Regions from separate parts of the Gossypium hirsutum genome. Here region 1 is linked to region 2. The links are chromatin contacts, called in public Hi-C maps. All regions are on one chromosome and are shown on one strand. The core of a region is the stretch at or near the end of the contact, and the rest is flanking DNA. Distances in the headings are between cores, read along the strand shown.

Evidence for each region. A called contact is a pair of places that touch in the nucleus more often than the background predicts.
Region 1: a contact with region 2 is called in a Hi-C map of leaf, with 2.4 times the contacts expected there. The contact joins the promoter of LOC107945333 here to the promoter of LOC107945326 in region 2. A contact is called at or near these places in 2 of 34 Hi-C or Micro-C datasets (both in leaf).

What each region holds. Positions count from the first base shown.
Region 1 is chrD12:25,736,225-25,738,924 of Gossypium_hirsutum_v2.1, forward strand. LOC107945333 (cysteine desulfurase, mitochondrial) reads left to right here and starts at 1,347. Exons shown (of 1, transcript XM_016879293.2): 1 at 1,347-2,700. The coding sequence starts at 1,414.
Region 2 is chrD12:25,380,815-25,383,514 of Gossypium_hirsutum_v2.1, forward strand. It overlaps LOC107945326 (kinesin-like protein KIN-12E), which reads left to right and starts at 1,315. Exons shown (of 6, transcript XM_016879287.2): 1 at 1,315-2,700.

The DNA of each region.
Region 1 (2,700 bases), core at 97-2,596, 360 kb after region 2:
ACCGATAAGGGTTTGGAAGATTTAGGCATCATAGTGCTTAGAAAGGGTTCAAAGGACTATGCATTCTAAAAGGCAGTGGCGGATCAGATATGTGTCCAGAATGAAAAACTTAGTTACGGACCGATTGGCTAAACTCTGTCTAACATGGAAGTTAAGTTTACAAATTTTAGATGTGCCTCTTAATGAGGTATTGGAGGCCTTTTAACAAGATGAAGATTGTGGTGCTTTTGAATAACTGATTTGATGTAATTTTGTTTTTTTTTTCACAAAAAAAGGTGTAATGAAGGAACATGTTGAGCTTATGAAGGGCAAAGATTCTTTACCCCATTGAGGCCCTAAATCACCTCTTGAAGCAATCGAGAATCTTTGTCTCTCATAAGCCCGACAAGACCCTTCAATGGCCTTTTTTGATAAGAAAGAAAGAAAAAAGCAGCAAGTTGCCACTATGATGATTCAATGTCAATCATGAATGTTGTTTTATAATAGTTTGATAAGTAATTCTTAAAATATACTATTTATATAATTATTTTATGTATTATTTAACTAAAAATATTTTTATTTAAAATTTATTTGGCAAATAAATTTTAAATAAGTTTATGTATTTTTGTCAAAATTTGCTATTAGTCTCTATATTATATATGTAAGTTGTGGATTTAGTCTTTCTACTTTAATTTGGTCAATTTTAGTCACTATACTTTTTGAATTGGCCAATTTTAGTCCTTGTATTTTTTTTTAATTTTAAAATTTTAGTCTTGACCTAAAAGGTAGTAGTTAAATCCATTTGCTTAAATTCTATCATTAGTCATATACTATGCATGAAGTTGTAAAATTTAATCTATCTTCTCCAATTGGATCACTTTTAGCCCCTATACTCTTCAAATTTTCAAATTTTAATCTTGACACAAATTATAGCTGTTAAATCCGTTAATTCACTTTTTTGAAAGTAAAATATTAAAATAACAAATTGTTGTGGCATTACACATGTAAGAGTGTGTTTGTCGTATAAGATTTTAGAAATAATAGGACTTAATGAATTTACCAGCTATAATTTAGTCAAAATTGAATTTTTAAAACTTTAAAAATGTAAAGATTAAGATGACAAAATTAAAGTATAATAACTAAAACCACAACTTACAGCAAAATTTAAACTAGTTTTTCAAATAAAATAAGTGAATATTTTCTAAATATGGTATATTTTTTTCTAATAAGTGACGTGGACTTGACCCTAAACTAAACTAAAATGTATTCACTTCTTTCTTTAGTGGCAGAAAGTCGGGCCACGTGTTAACATTGGGAGACATAAAGTCGGTTATCGTAGTTTTATCAAAACCCGTTCGTCACCCGCACTAATTCTTTTCCTTTGCTTTGCTATAACGCTGAAAAAAAAAAGGTTCCAAGAGAAAAGGAGAAGAAATGGCCTCAAAGCTTCTTCGTCAAACCCTAACCAAAACCAACAGAACCGCCGCTATACGCTGCTTCTCCACCGCGGCTTCTGTCGCTTTCCCTTCCGAGTATGAGTACCCAACAGGAATCACCATGAAAGGTGTGAAAATTTCGGGCCGTCCGCTTTACCTCGACATGCAAGCGACTACCCCCGTGGATCCTAGGGTTTTAGATTCGATGCTTCCTTTTTACCTATCTCGTTACGGGAACCCTCACTCCCGTACTCACCTCTACGGTTGGGAATCTGAAACCGCCGTCGAAACAGCCCGCGCACAAGTAGCGGCACTCATCGGGGCTTCCCCGAAAGAAATCGTCTTCACCTCCGGCGCCACCGAATCGAACAACATCTCAATCAAAGGCGTTATGCATTTCTACAAAGACAAGAAGCGCCACATCATCACGACTCAAACAGAGCACAAATGCGTTTTAGATTCTTGTCGGCATCTTCAACAGGAAGGTTTTGAGGTGACTTATTTGCCTGTCGGGTCGGACGGGCTTATTGATTTGGATAGGTTAGTGAAAGAAATCCGGCCCGATACCGGGTTAGTTTCTGTTATGGCTGTTAATAACGAAATTGGTGTGGTTCAACCGGTTGAAGAAATCGGTAAAATTTGTAAAGAATTTAATGTCCCTTTTCATACTGACGCTGCACAAGCTTTAGGGAAGATTAAGGTTGATGTAGAGAAATGGAACGTTAGTTTAATGAGTTTAAGTGGGCATAAGATTTATGGTCCTAAAGGAGTTGGGGCTTTGTATTTGAGAAGGCGGCCTCGGATTAGAGTTGAGCCACAAATGAATGGAGGTGGGCAAGAGAGAGGGATAAGGAGTGGGACTGTGCCTACTCCGCTTGTTGTTGGGATGGGAGCTGCGTGTGAGTTGGCGATGAAGGAAATGGAGTATGATGAGAATAGAATTAAAGGGTTGCAAGAGAGGTTATTGAATGGGATTAGAGAGAAGATTGATGGGGTGGTGGTGAATGGGAGTATGGATAGGAGGTATGTTGGGAACTTGAACTTGTCCTTTGCGTATGTCGAAGGGGAGAGTTTGTTGATGGGATTGAAAGAAGTGGCAGTGTCTAGTGGGAGTGCTTGTACTAGTGCTAGTTTGGAGCCATCATATGTGCTGAGAGCCTTGGGTGTGGATGAGGATATGGCACATACTTCGATTAGGTTTGGGATTGGAAGGTTTACTACTGAGGAAGAGATAGATAGGGCAGTTGAGCTTACTGTGAAACAGGTTGAGAAATTGAGGGAAATG
Region 2 (2,700 bases), core at 65-2,564:
ACAAGAGTTTCCATCGTAGACAAATTTAAAAAATAATATTTGGAAGTTTCTTCATGGCACCCAAGATTTATCTAAATCCAAAGAAAGCCCCATATTGAAGCGTCAATAGCTTAGTAAGTCGCACATATTTGGGCTTGGAACAATAAGGATGCAAAGAACAACAGTCTAACTTGTCTTTAATGTTTCTATACCTTTCGCTCTTGTCACTTCCACAGGGTACAAATACAACTGTTCAGCTCTGAAGTGACATCCATTAGCAAATGCAGGACATCTTTAGACTTTATAATAAGGTGTCGGTTGACAAGCACAGATTTCCAACAGTTGGAAAGAAGATTCTCAGCTGATTAGCTAAATATGAAACGTATGCCACTAACCATGAAACAAAAATTCATCAGTTCTCGGGATTCAAGTCTTGGACGCTAAAAGATGAGCTTGTGAGTGGTTTTTGACCCTTCATACAGAAAGGACAAGCATGCCTTTCTGTTAATGACATATCATTATCTGTTGAAAGGGAAAGTTGTCTGAATGTGTCGAATTCCATTATGTAAATCTAGGAAGAAACCAGACATAGGAGTGGGTATTTAAGTTTTAACTCGTAAAAGGAGCAAAAGGTAACAAAACAAGGAACGGTGGCGACAATACATCACCACAAAAGAGCAACAGCTAAAATACAATTCTGCTAAAACAATATTTGTCTTTCTCATTGTCCATTTCATACAACATCAATGGCATTTGCCTACGTTTTAGATAAACAACAGAAAGAATTCAGTCCTCACGGTTGAAGCTCAATGCTGCTGGAATATGAACTACATAAACCCTCATTTTCTTCCACTTCTTTAATCGCTTCCAATTCCATTTTGAAGCCTTTCTTATCACATTATTAGGCAGTAAAAAGGGTCAGGTTTTATAGGAAGGAAACACGTTCAACTAAAATGTATTACCAATATCTCGAGTTCCATGGTTTTTAAATTCTTCTAATATTTTTTCAATGTACCCATTGTGCATTTGTTGATTTTTACCAAATTAGCCGATTAAACTAAACTAGTTCAGTTAAAGGTTTTTGAAAATTTTAATTATCAATTAATACAATTTGAAATCGGATAATTAATTGATCACCCAAAATTATTAATAATAATATATTATAGGCCCAATATATTATATAAGCTCAATATATAAAAATTAGTGTACTTATAATTATTCTTATAATGAGTTTAAAAGAATTACGAAAACTAAAAAATATTTGAAAAAAATTAAAATTAAAATTAGAAGTTAGCGAAAAATTAAAAATTTAAACAAAGAAATGTCTAATGTCTGCCTTCTCTGGCACGTCTCTGTCTACTCTCTCTGGCAGGTTTTAGGTTTTCTTGTTTTTATGTCTATTGGTTTAGCGCCGACAGTAAGTCCTTTTGTTTTCTCTTTTAGTTTGTGATTTGGCTTTTAAATCGCATCTGTTTTCAATCATGGAGTCAGAGTTTGCTGGGTTAACGATCAATGAGGAGGAAGAAGAAATTTTACAGTTTCAATTTGAACCAAAAACATTAACAGAGGTTGGGACTTTTCAATTAGTGGGATGTTTTTTAACTGCCAACATTATCCATTTTCCAGCGATGAAAACTACAATGGCAAATCTCTGGCATCCGGTTCAGGGGTACAAATTTGAGATCTAGGAGGGAAAAGGTATTTATTTCAATTTTTATGATGTTATGAATATGGAGAGGGTGCTAAAGGGATCCCTGTGGACTTTCAATAATCATCTGTTGCTATTATACAAGTTGCAGTTGACGTAGGATCCATTAATAGTTCCTTTAACCTATACTCTATTTTGGGTACAGATTCATGATATTCCTGCAGGTTTTTTCTCTGAAAGGCTGGCAATACAATTAGGGGTACTTTTATGGAATATGATGGTTCAAATATGGGAAAGAAAATCGAAATTTTATGAGAATAAGAGTCCAAATTGACATAAGACGCCCACTAAAAAGGAAGAAGCAGATTTTATTTTTTGGTAATTGTTCATATGTCAGATTTAAATAATACCGGTGACTGCCAAGAGGCAAGCCGACCGGTCACAATGAAAATCTTAAGTTGAAACGTCCGGGGTCAATGGAACCCACGAACAGTTCATAGACTTCGACATTGGCTGAGGTTATATAATCCACATATGGTCTTTTTTATGGAGACAAAAATAAATAGGAGGAGAATGGGACGGGTTCGAAGATGTGGTGATCTCGAGTGGATTATGTTTGGCTTGGGCGTGGGGATACTAATGTCAGGATCCAAAGCTATTCAAAAAGTCATATTGATGTGGAAATTGAGGATACAGAGGAAGGTAAAAAATGGAGATTTACTGGTTTTTGTGGTTCTCCCTATTCGAATAAAGAAGAATCATGAAATCTGATGATTTGTGGTGATTTCAATGAAATTTTGTATGGCTTCAAAAAACAAGGAGGCTTACCTCGAGAGGAGGGGAGAATGGAAGCATTTAGAACGGTCTTAGAGGATTGCAACCTAAGGGACATGAGATTTTCTGGAAGATGGTTTACTTGGGAAATCTGCCAGAAACAAATATTCAAGAACGTTTAGATAGGGGAGTGGCTATGGAAGAATGGTTATCTTTATTCCCGGAATTTCAAATTCAACACATATCTCATTCTTTTTCAGATCATTGCCCGTTGTTAATCACCACCAAACAGGAGGATA